Linked DNA regions of Mus musculus: region 2 is linked to region 1. The links are chromatin contacts, called in public Hi-C maps. All regions are on one chromosome and are shown on one strand. The core of a region is the stretch at or near the end of the contact, and the rest is flanking DNA. Distances in the headings are between cores, read along the strand shown.

Region 1 (6,543 bases), core at 1,883-4,382:
GTTTTGGTCATTTCTTTTGCTTTTTCTAAACAGAAGTCATTGGTTAAAAGTTAACAGCCAGGGGATACTTCTCTGGTGCAGAACAGAAGGAGGCGGTCTTATAATTGACCTCTGGCTGGGACACAGGCTTCATGAACCTCTGGTGAGGAGGATGTGGGTAATGACATCTGTTCATCTCTGTCCATCAGATTCCAAGTTCCTGGAATTTCCCTTCATCGAAGTTTAATACACTGACATAGTCAGGGGCCTCTAACAGGCAAATGTGAACTGTAATTTATAAGGAGAAAACTGAAGTAAACCAGGCCTGGAGCCATTGATCTCGACCTGAAAACCCTAGCAACAAGGACTTTGCACTACGATTGCTCAAAGTTACAGAGACCAAGTCTGAGAAGCCAGTGGCATAGTCCATCCTCATTCCAAGTTTATCTGTTCTTCTCTGCTTTGATCTGGACACTGCTTCTGATAGTGTGTGAAGTGTGGAGGCTTGAATGCAATACCTATGGGAAGCCAACTGCCCAGGGTTCAAGTGAGGGAGGCACTGGGTGAGCATAAGAGATCTGGCTTCCATTTTATTTTTTTGAGACAGAGCTTCAGTGTATATGTAGCCTTGGCTGACCCAGAACTCTCTATGTAGACCTTATTGACACAGAATTCAGAGATCTGCCTCGAGAGTACTGGGGTTAAAGGCATGAGCCTAGCACAACTTGTGAAGGGATAGGCTGGCTCCTTCAGTCTCTGGACTCTCCCTGAACTTCAGGTTCAGGTCTCACTATGATCATTCTTACTATTATAGAGGCTTGATGACCCAGCATGGAGAGATAATGGGGGAGGAGACTCTCTCAGAGGCAAAGGGGAGGGAATTGGGGAAAGACTTCTTTGAGGGGGTACCATGAGGGATCAGCATTTGGGATGTATATAAATAAAATAATTAGTTAATAAAAGAAGAAAAAGAAAAAAGAATCAGATTGCTTAGATGGATTTAGCGATGTGCCGAGGTTGACTCACAAAGGCCCCCAAGAGCCACCATGTCTGTTAAGGTTTAGGAAGTTTGCCCATCAGTTACTAAATGTGGCCATTCTTACAACTTAGATTGTGTATACTCACAGTGTTACAAATTATATTAAAACAAAAATGATAGGACTGGTACGTTGGCTCAGAAGGAACGTGCTACCGAGTCTGGTGAACTGAGTTTGACCCCTAGAACTCACATGATGGAAAGAGAGAACTGAGTCCCACAGGTTGCCTTCCGACTTCCATAGGTGTCATACATGCAAGTGCATGTGTACACACGTGCATATGCACGTGCACACACATGCACACACCCAGACACACAAGTAATAATTGTCCATCCAGTGTCCTCTTCTGTTTATTTTACTACATTTCAATATTCCCCATATGCTTGAAGTTGCTTCTACACTGTAATGTAGATATTGCTCAAGTCTCCCCAAATCCGTCTTCAGAAGCAATCTCATTGGTGGTTAGAAACTAGCTATTCTGGGCCACAAGGTAGCACGCCAGGCTCACGGGGAGGCTTGCATGCAGGGGGTTATGCTGTGGCCAAGCAGCTCAGACCTGCAGCTCGAGTACTGTCTGCAGTAAGCTGTAGGTAAGTTATTTTCCATATCATTGTCATACTGTGTGCACAGGCTTAACAGCCTACAGGGATAACCACACATATGGCTCAGGGTGGATGCAGGTTTATACACCAGAAGGGCTGTGCAGGGATGGGTGCTTGGAGCTGGTGTGCTCTCACTGTAGACATGAGGACGAGAGTTTGGCAGAAATCTATGAATGAACTCATGCTAAGAACCGGCTTCTACACAAACCTTATGATAAAGAGTGTTATATTTATATTGTATGAAACAATAGACTTACATAGTATTGGTAGTATTATATCATTATTTGTAAATAGTTCACTATACTATAGCCCAAATATGTCAGTAACATTTTGCTAGATACTTATTTTATATCATCTACCTTATCATTCTCTTATCTATCTATCTATCTATCTATCTATCTATCTATCTATCTATCTATCTATCTATCTATCTATCTATCTATCATCTATCTATCCATCATCTATCTATCTATCTATCTATCTATCTATCTATCTATCTATCTATCTATCTATCTATCTATTTATCTATCTATCTATCTCCACCTACTCATCTAAATAAAAATATTTAAAAAATCTGTTAACATTTATCAGGACACTGCCAGATGCCTTTCATTACAGAGTTTCTTATCCACAAGGTTACCTGGGGTTAGGTGACAGAATGAAGAAAAAAAAAGCAGACAGAACATCTCAGTGAGTCCTATACTGTGAGTGTTGCAGACGTGAAGTGAAAAAGAGGAATTCATACATGATTCAGGGACTCAGTGCAAGACAATGTAAGCCCATTAGTATGTTGGAAGGCAGTCTGAGGTGTACATATTTCCTACCTTTAATTTCCCACCACAGATGTGAATCCCTGAGAATTAACACAGGCACTATCCCAGAATCTCGAGTTGCCCAGAGCAGCAGCTATGGGGAGGATCAAGGGATTAGAAAAGAAAGCAGCGTCCCCTTGGTTTTCTCTTTCTCTTTCCTGCAAAGTATCTAATTTACTTGTTAGAGCCAACCACACATTGTTCGTCCACACTGTCTATTTTTTTAGTCTTAATTGATACTAATTAAAATCAAAATAAAATTACGGCTGTAACACTTGGCTGGGGATTTGATCTGCTGCCAGCATGCCTGAAACCAATGCAAGTTACTATATAAACACTCCCGTGTTGAAACTCCAGGTATTTTAAAAGCGAATCTCTCTCTCCCCCCCCCCTCTCTCTCTCTCTCTCTCTCACACACACACACACACACACATGGCATGCTTATTCTCTAACTCTTTCCCAGATTCTATTCTGGAACATAACAAAAACAAAGTTTAACTTTTTTATTGAGGTGTATAGAGCTTTCATTCATTTATAATCAAAAGGTAAACTTGGTGAATATGAATGGACATAGATAGAGATCTAGGATCAGGAAACCAACTGTCTCTCATGTGGTGCTAATGAGGCCAGGCTCCTGGGTTCTGCATTCTCATAAGCTGGTTATCTGGATGGAAACCCTGATTCACAATTATGGGTGGAGACAACGGGTGGAGGTGCTTGCAGCTATGACAGTAACTCATTTGGGGATAGGGAAAGATTGTCTGAATGACTCACAGTGAACTGGTTCTTGCCATTCCAGGAAGATAACTCAGAGGTCTTTTTTTGGAGTCCAATTCTTAACTATCTCCTTTGGTGTGCTATTACACAACTGGAGATAGCTATCAATTGGATAATGCTATAGCCTAAATCTTACCTAAAGAAGATAGGTGGAAGTGCCAAGAGGTCATGAGCTAAAAAAGAGATATTCAGAGTTAGATGTTGGTGTTCAACCACAGTGTAATAACCCCCACGCCATGTTAGATAAAATGCGAAATCCCTCGTATTTATATGCTCTTACATAATCTTCGTAACAGTTGATAAGGTTGGAGATGCTAAGAGTGTTGTTATCAGTTGCCATCTGTAGCCTATTATGGAGATTTCCATACTTGGCTGTAATCTACCTACATGATGTTTCCTATAATGTATCTTAAAAGTGTCCTGACTCATGATTTTCTTTATTTTATTACTATATAAACTTGTCAAAATGGTCCTAACACTGGAATGTGGTGTTTTGAAGCAACCTGAATCTCTATTCCTGAGCCATGCTCACTCTTTCCTCCTCTGGAATAAGCTATCTCTCATTCACTTACGTGGTTGCCTGGGCGTCATAATATGATCTAATGATAAGTGGTAGAATAGCATTTCCATGTGATCTTCTAAAGCTATTATTATTACTATTTTTGAGAACTTCATACGTGAGTTTATTTGTGTCATTTCTACCTTATACTCTCCCTCCTCCAACTCCAATATATGTATGTGTATATGTAAACACAGCCAGCTGCATACATTTAGTGTTTCTGATATGCATATGTGTTTAGTGCTCATCACTTGAGATTTGATAACCTGTCAGGGGGTTCATTGTTGGAAAACACTGATTCTTTTCCTCTCACCAGCCATCAATCACTTATAGCTCTTTATCTAGGGGTGGAGCCTTGTGAGATTTCCCTGGTTCACACTGGCATGTCAACCGGTATTGTCATCATTCAGGTCTTGCTTAAATCAACTATCATTAATATTTCAACTTCCCTGTCATGTATAGAAGACACTCTTTGGTAGCAGATATCCTGATCCCCTGGCTTTTACAACCTTTTGCTCCCTCTTCCATGATGCTCCATGAGCCTTAGGTATAGAAACTGTACTGTAGATGTTAACAGCTGCAGGGGGAAATTGGCATATTGAGGAATTGTGGGATGTGCAATAGTCTCCATCTGCTACAGAAAGGAGCTTCTTTGATGGGGGAGTGAAGGGGTAAAATGTGCTCTCATCTGTGACCTATAAGGACAGGTATTTAGAATGCAGTGGGGAATTATACTGATTGGGGAATTATACTGATTTCGGAAAGCAGAGGAGCTAGGTTCTTCTCTGGGGTCCATGACTTTACCAGCCTCAGGTAGTTGGCTATGTTTATAGTACCAGACACAAATTCCCACCTATTAAGAGGTATTTATGTCTGGTTAGGTGGCTGTTTGTTACTACCAAGATTTAAGTGCTATTGGCATATACTTGGGTATGACTCCCAAACAATAAAGACTATCGCTCTTGGTTGCCTCCAGGAACTTGCAGAAGTCACCACACGTTGGACAAATGATTTAAAGGGCTGGAACTGGTCTGGAAGCTTCCAACTTGAGGACTGGCTTTCCTAGCATCTGAAAGGGCTGAAAGAACTTCCAAGGGAGGAAAGCAATTAATATTCCTATTTAGCCGTAAAGCCCACGAACCACAATGACCAGCACAGCACAGGCCCATTTGCTGCTTTAAAGCCCTTTCCTGCCGTTGCGGCTGTTCTTTCTGTCTCTAGAAAAATAAGACAATTGAAAATAAAAGTACCCCAAAAAAGTTAGGTAATTCAAACAGCAACAAGGTAAACTCATATTTGACTTTGGGTCTGCATAATTTAAAAAAATCGCTTTTCCATCAGTATTCTGAGATCGCTAACACCTTAGAAGTTGAGGGACTAGTATGTATCTTCCTTAAGACTTGGTTGCTTCTCTTTTATGGTGGTCATAATAATGATCTTTCCCCTTAAGAGTCAGGAGATCCTCTAGGTGAAGTGTAATGGCTCATCTAAATGTAAGATATCATAATTCTAATGATACAAATTATAGGAAGGATATTATAAATGCTATGAGTGCATGTAGATATTGGTTGTTGGCCAATGTATCTGATGTAGTCATTTGTTTATAAGTTAAAAAAATTGAAAACAGATTTACATTGAGCTACTTAGACGCTAGATATAAAGAGTTGGCTTTGGAATTAATTCTTTTAGACATTTGTTGCTGTTTATATTGTTTTTGCTTTATTTGAGGCCAGGTCTCTCTGTAGCCCAGGTGAGCTTCAAACTTATCAACATTTTTCTTCGACATCTAAAGCACAAGAATTACGGATGTGTACCATCATGCCTTGCTTCTCTTTGACATTCTGAACTTCAGATTAATAGCTGTGGGAATTTTGACAGTTACTCAAACTCATGGAGCCTGTACATCGAGAGCTTATTCTGTAATCGTGGCAAAGTTTAATTAAGATATAGCAGGTATTCAATAAATGCATACACATCTTTGCCCAAGTTTGATGCTTGTTGGGGTAGAGTATTGTGAAGTCCATGAAATAAAGTGAGACACCTTTACAATACCAATACCAATACAATACCAATACAATTTTAGAATCAAAAGAGACTTCAGAAGTAATCTTTCCCTAAATTTTCATTTTTACAGAATGAACAGAGGAGGTTAAAGGGATGGATTCAAGGACACACAGCTAGCTAATAGAATTAGAAACAGGGCTCCTAGCTTGCAACTCTCAGTTTAGTTGTGGTCCTATGTTAGCCAACTTCCCATTACCATGACAAAATGCTTGAGATAATCAATTTGAAAGGAGCAAAGGGTTATTTTGGTTCATGGTTTAGAGATTCCTGCCCATGGTCAGCTGGATCTGTGGATTCTAGGCTAGATGAGACAGATATCCCTGCAGAGCACAGGAGAGAGAAAGTCTATCTATCTCAAGGCAAGTGAAGAGAACGAGAATGGTGGACCAGAATGCCCTCTGGAGAACATCTCTAGTAGTGTATCTACATGCTATCACTAGGGGTACATCCCCAGTAGTTTTCTACTGCTAGGTCCCACCTCTTAAGTTTCCCACCATCAGTCTGGAGGAGGACCATATTTTCACAGTGGGCATCTCAGATCCAAACTGTATGTCTCTGAATGACGATAAAATGCAACCTCATATTCCATCCCCAAAGCACCTCATATTCCATCCCCAAGGCACAGGCACAAGAACTCTCTAGGGAGGTGGTTTGGAGGTGTAGCAGTGAACCAAGCATTCCTGAACACATACAGTTGACTCCATAGCCATTTC
Region 2 (6,543 bases), core at 1,392-3,891, 70 kb after region 1:
ATCTGGCGCCTTGCTAGGTTCCCTTCCCTGCTCACTCTTTACCTCAGCTCCCACAAAAGCTTTGTGTCCTGGGTACTCATGCCCGCTGTGATCCATGAATTACTACATAAAGCTGTCTCTTATCTAAACTTTGATTTCAGGAAGTAGTCAATTGGGGTCTGAAGATGTTAAATAAAAGTGCTCTATATGGATAATTTGCAGATTTTTGGTTGCATGGTATTTTTAGTGCCATGGAACTGCATTCAATTCCACTCTCTTCTTCCTTGAGCGTGAGCCTTCCCTTTTTTTTGAGCATTTCCACTTTGTATGCACATAACCAGCTCTCTTGGTGCTAGCGTTCAAATAATCTTTATTTTACTTAACATCACCACCCACTTTTGTTTTAAGGATTAAACCCAGGGGATATGTATGCTAGACCTCCGCCCTATCATTGAACTATATTCCCAGAACTCTTTTATTTTAGATTTTGAAATTTCAGAACAGAGTCTCACGAAATTGCACAGGCTAGCCTTGACCTTGCCTTGACCTCACTCTTGGAGCTCTTCTGGGATTCCTGATCCTCTTGCTTTAGGCTCTGAGTAGTAGGGATTACAGGCTTATGCCACCATGTCTAACTTAGCCAGTATGCTGTTAGTGATTGCTCTACCTTTTAAAAGTAGTTCTTATCGATCTCTTATTGTGCTTAATGTGCAAATGGCACTTTATGACAGCTTTGTGTAAAGGAGGGAGTGCTGAAGCCATATGGTTTCGTGTTACCTGTGATTTCTGGGATGTGTGAGATATCTCCTCCACAGATTTGGGAAGCAACTTATTGGCTGACATTTGAATCTTGGCAAAGGATTGCTCTAGATGAATTGATTCTTTACAAAAGCTGCCCATGACATCCCATGATTTCCTATCTAAATACAGAGGCTTCTAGGGTGTATCCCAGCCATGCCTTCACGACTATTTCCTAACATGTCTCTGATGTTTTTGACTGAAGAAAAGCATGGCCAACCTCACTCAGGTCTTCGTGTTGCCTAGAACAGGAAACTAGATCCAGAGGTCACACTATGTTATGGAGAGAGAGACACAAACATGGGCCCTGGTGAAGGGGGGTGGAGACGTTGTAGGCTAAGACACTACTACAGGCTGAGGGTCCCTGCCCTTTTTGCTGTGCCATGGGTCCTCTCTGACCTCTACGATGTCTTGCCATGAGGATGGTTCAGCCATTCCAAACTCTCTTTTTCTCTGGCTTAATCTAACATCTGAGAAATCCATTTGCTCTCTTTCTCGTACATATAAACACCTTGCAGTGTGTATGTGTGTTGGGGAGGGGGGCTCAGCTTTTTTCTTCCCTTAGAGAAAGCATGAAAACAAACAAAACAAGTCCCATGTCTGAACACTCCCAAAATTCTCAGAATTACAGAAAAGGAGGCACGTGTGAGTGACTGAATTTGTTCAAGAGCAGGAGGCAAGGAGATGTTTGTGTAACAACAGCCTCAGACAACAGGACCAACCAGAAGCACAGCATGGCTGTGTCATGGCTACAGGCCCTAGGAGAAGCTGGCTTTCTTGTCAGGTTTAGACAGATACCTTTTGTCAATCATGGATCAATGCTGGCCAGGCAAGCTTTGTCTCAGAGGCTTGCGAGGATAATGTTTCTTTGTAAGCGTAGTTTCTTTTGCCCTTTTAAACTCTAATGTCATTGTTTTTCAAACAAAACTCTGTGTGTGCTTTGCTGGAGCTTGCTGGATAAGTAAGCACTGTCATTTAAATGAGTATTTAATGTTATATAACTGTCATTTGGCACTTATAAACGGGAATCTGAAAATATCAGGTGGATAATAAAATAGATTTCAATATCATTCCTCAAAAAGGAAAGTGCCCTCTGTTTTTGTTGTGAATGCTGTCTGAGGCTTCCCTCCCCACGTCCCCTCTTCCCTGAGTAACAATCTTGTCTTCCAAGACCGTCAGAAAAATAGCCTATTTTTAAATTTTTAGACTTTCTGTCTTAGGGAAAGGGAAAATATTGTATGGAAAGCAACAGTGGCAGCCGCAGCAGCAACAACCACAACAATAAGAAATACCTGCCTTACAGTGTCGGCTGAATGCCCACGGATGCAATGCGCATGTTAGACACATCAGGCTAAAATGGATTCTAAGCGTATTCTTAGATTAGATTTAGTTACACAGCATTTTAGAGAGAGGTGACAGGTAAGCTTTCAAAACTGGTAGGCATTTTAGTTCATTGTAGCCAGAAGTTAAAAATAATTGCAATGAATTTTAAGTCACAAGAAAAACCTTCCTTCTGACCTGGCTCCCAGAGCTGGCTGGAGAAAGGCCTTTATCCAGGCATTTGGGACAGCTCTTTCTTTAGAGAAAAAGCCAGCCGTCTGTTTTTCTTCTCTCTGGGGTAGCTGCCATTTCGGACAGGCAGGCACAAAGCCGGGAACATAATCAAGGGCAGAGAAAACTCACCCCATGTTCTATTTGTCATGCTGACCCGCAGGTCATAACCTGAAAGTTTATGGATCAGGGAGACAAGGCCTCCCTGGAAGTCTGTTTTCTGGGCTTTGGCTGATGCTAAGTTCCTGACTTCTGAAAGAGGGGAGGGTGTGGACTTCCAGGGCTAGCCAGTGGGAAGGAAGTAATATTCATTAAGAGTGTCTCATGCAAGCCGCGCAGGCAAGCATGCTCAGTGTAAATTCTCCCGGAGTCTGTCAGCTATGTTTGAACTCAGTCCAGCAGGGCTGCCTTTACTTTTTTTTTTCCCTACCAGGAAGAATGCTCCATTACATTGTGCTTTGCCTCTCTCTCTCTCTCTCTCTCTCTCTCTCTCTCTCTCTCTCTCTCTCTCTCTCTCAGAAGATCAGTAACAATGTTATTTTCTGATCAGTTCAGTAATACAATGCCCTCTGATGTTCACACCAGCATCTCACTGGAGAAGAAAAGAATGTTGTTGGCTACCTGGGACCAGAAGACTTCTTAGGTCAGTAGAAGCTAATCAAGTACTCTCAAGGCTTCCAGAGTCAGGAGTCGTCTTTTCTTAGTAGTTCAGGGAACTGACAGCAATTTAATTGTCTTTTCAACTGGTGGGTGTTCATATACCAATATTTTTTTTCCCACGCGAACTATGGTTTTCTTATGCTAGAGTGATTTTCCAAAAACAGGGAAAGATATATCTTTGGATTAATTTGCATTTGAAAGAAACTTTTTTTTTTTGGTACAGGAGTTTTCTCTTTCTTCTTTCTCTTTCTTCTCTACTGCAAATTATATGTTTTTCAAGTAAATATTGTGGTGAACCGATGTAGCAGTCACAGTCAAATGTGGATGTGGTTTGCATGGCATTAATTCTTGGCAAGGGTGGCTTTCATGAAGTTAGCTTTTGTGCTGCCAAAGATAGAAGGGAGTTAGCTTATTTCTGTCATTGTTTCTGAAACTTTTGGTAGGTTTGGAGGCTGAATTGAGAACCCTTGGGGATGGGGGGGAGGGGGAGAGAGAGAGAGAGAGAGAGAGAGAGAGAGAGAGAGAGAGAGAGAGAGAGAGAGAAGAGCTTTTTTCCTGTTTAATGTGCAAAAAAATGTCTTTTTAAAAAAATATTCAACTCTCTGCTTCTCAGGAACGACTGTATCTTTTTAAGAGTATGTGTAGTGATAAAGTGTAGTTTTGGAGGGAGATAACCAGCAGAAGGCAGAGACAGTTTGTAATGAACAATTTAAATCAAGATCCTCATGGGAACTAGATGCAAGCCAAGAAAAATATCATGTGCTGTGAACTCACTGATTTACTGAGGTTTGCACCTTTAAATCTTTTTTTTTCTTTCTTTCTTTTTTTTTTTTTTTTTGAGAAAGTGGATCCAACTTTAAAGCATTGTTCTGTAACATCAGGTGATGATGATGTCACACTCAGCAGAGCAAGCAAGTGTGCAAAGACAGTTCCTTTAAAAATATCTGAGGGCTGGGCTTAGGAAACTACACGGCTTGAAGGGAGACTGTGTCCTGAGCTATTTTGCAATATTATGCACAAATCTTTAGAGCAAAGGGGAATTTTTTTTTCCTTTTCAAAGCAAAAGGGCAAGTTAAGTATTATTGATTTGTCTGGGATTAAATATTTGCTGGCATCCAGTACATCACAGGCTACCAATATGTAAGTCAGACGTGCCATCTATTCAGGGCACGTAAATGAAAGCTCTTGCATTTTCATAGGGTCAAATACGGCAGCACCAGCTCCTAATTACCCTCTGCTCCCAGGAAGGCCTGAGAGAGGCGGGGCGTGTGGTCAAAGAATGCATGGCCTGTGAGCTGACCTTGTTCTCTTAACTTATGTCTATCTGCTCTTAAGGGGCAGCAGGTGTGGAGAGCTGTGAGTCACAGGACCTCAGGGGAGATCAGGAGGGAGAGGCAGATCCACCCTGGCTGGGACTTATGCCCCCATCCAGTGCTCCAGAGAGGACTTCTGCTCTTGGATCTAGTCCTGGAGCTCTTTGAAAGCTGCATCTGCCTTTCTGTTTCTCCAAGTTAAGGTCGGTCTTCATGGATGGATGGGCTTTGTTTGATGAAGACCATTCTCTAAGGCAACAGTGAGGGTCCTTCAGGCTCCTTTGCTTCCCTCTAACTTATGGCACCTTTCTTGAGTGGTTTGATTGAAGGCGCAGACACTTTCTGGGGTGAAAAAACACAGGTCTTCCTGAAGGTGAGTGTGTGCATATGTGTGTGTGTTTATGTGCATGAATGTGTATGCATGGATGAGTGTGTCCATGTATGGGGGTGCTTGCATGTGGAGGTGTACATGTGCACATGTGTGTATGAGTGTGAGTGAATACATTCTGTGTGTACATGGGTGAGTTTATAAGTATATGTGTAAGTGTGGAAGAGTGTGTGTGAGTGTGTATGTGCCTCTGTAGCCTGGATTCTGAGACCTTGCTTCTTGGAAAGATTTGTATGAGTGGGGTTGTTGGTCTGGGTCAGGAACCTTTCTTATTGTACTGACATGTGATCAATATTTTGGAACTTTCTTCTGACTCTTTTGCCATTACTTACACTACTGCCTTCAGCTTCCTTCCCTCGTCATAACCAATGTTTTGAAGAATAGCACCAAAACTCTTAGAGGTACAAAAATAATCAAAGGCTATGCAATGGAGCAGAGATGGGCCTCCTGGTCGTCATATCTGGGTAAAATTTAGATTATAACAAGTGTAAGTGGGGGAGAGGAGTCTGAGTCTTGCATTCATTTTAAAAACTATATATCATTGATGTCCTAGTTTCTTTATTCCTAGTGTGCTGAGTGTGGATTCTAAGTTTAACCCACATCTCCATCCACTGGACTCTTGGGAAGGAAGGCATGGTAGATTTTATAGGAATAAGTGATTTGCATCAAACAATGTCTAAGTTAATGTAAGTTTAGATCCTTTAGGTCTAAGTTGCAGCTGCTTGGTAGTAGCATAATCTGTGTCTGCACTGTGGACTCAGTTTCCTTATCTCATGGCACACTTCTTAGACTGAACCCCCTGGTATCACATTATCATAAGCCTGAGAGGGTTTATGGGGCTTTACAGGTAACTCACATTTCTCCCTATTTTACTTCAGCATCATCCACTGACATAGATAGGTTTCCAGTAATGGGTTGAGAAGATAAAAACACAAAACCAAACTAGGTTGGGCCTATGGTGACATCAAAGGGTGTAGGTCTGAATGATTTTCCTGCTTCAGGTTGGACAGACTGCATGGGAACTCATAAGTTCCATGTCCCCAAGTTCAGAAGCGCAGCAGAGCTAGAACCTTTATAGCATGTCAGTTCCTTTACAAATGAGAAAACCACTTTCACTCATGGTTCTATGAAGAGGTTGAGGAGCTGGATTTGGATTCTCTTTGTTGAACCCCCAAATCCTGCTGAATGATGTTCTATGCAAACCCCTGGGCATTGCCAGGGTTCTTGGCATCTGTCTGTGCTCAGATATAAATGAGGAAACTAAGAGGTGACTGAGATGAAGCTATAACTTGGAACAAACCCTAAACTCTTGGGAGGTTGGTGTTGTTACTTAGTGACAACATAATAAAGTAAGTAATAAAGTAAGCACCAGTTATTCTCATTGTCCACACCAGGGTGGCTGTGGTGGGTCACCAGCAGTGGATGGATAGCCCTTGAGGGAAATTTGTTGACAGTACAAACTGTGTTAATGATAAAATGAGCTGGCTAGAACAAGTTCACTCCAGAGAAAGGATGTGAGAAGGTTGCCTGTGCAGATGTATACAGACTTAGCAGTACTGGTGAGCCAAATCTAGCTATCTTTTCTATGGTTCGTATGTTCATGAGAGGGTTTCTTGAATGGGAAGGTATGGATGGATGGCGGGTCCACACTTAAGATGGCTTCATAGATTTGAGGGGGACTGAAAACAAGCAGCATGCAGTTGTGTCAAGACCAAGTTTCTCTTCGGCACCCCTGGCCATTGTTGACTGGAGAGCCACAACACCCCTGCACTCCAGAGCTCCTGGGCTTTAGTGAGTGTAGTGGTGCAATAGAAAGATCCTCTTAGAGATGGAAAGATCAAGGGTCCACTTCCA

What was found. Hi-C and Micro-C count contacts between places; a contact is called where the count stands out from the background.
Region 2: a Hi-C map of adipose-derived mesenchymal stem cells shows a contact between it and region 1, with 1.8 times the contacts expected there. The contact joins two enhancer-like sites. A contact is called at or near these places in 1 of 15 datasets of contacts at CTCF or cohesin (the NIH/3T3 cell line), 1 of 484 Hi-C or Micro-C datasets (adipose-derived mesenchymal stem cells) and 2 of 115 datasets of contacts at active chromatin or transcription factors (embryonic hindbrain and vascular smooth muscle cells).

What each region holds. Positions count from the first base shown.
Region 1 is chr9:41,254,284-41,260,826 of GRCm38.p6, forward strand. No RefSeq gene overlaps it. Among named protein-coding and RNA genes, the nearest start is that of 1700063D05Rik, 51 kb to the left of the region's middle. Within about 2 kb of position 3,133, at least 11 of the 459 cell types and tissues checked have an H3K27ac peak or open chromatin away from gene starts, as enhancers often do. A contact at or near this core is called in adipose-derived mesenchymal stem cells, where this site is marked.
Region 2 is chr9:41,324,405-41,330,947 of GRCm38.p6, forward strand. No RefSeq gene overlaps it. Among named protein-coding and RNA genes, the nearest start is that of Gm25401, 12 kb to the right of the region's middle. Within about 2 kb of position 2,642, at least 122 of the 459 cell types and tissues checked have an H3K27ac peak or open chromatin away from gene starts, as enhancers often do. A contact at or near this core is called in adipose-derived mesenchymal stem cells, where this site is marked.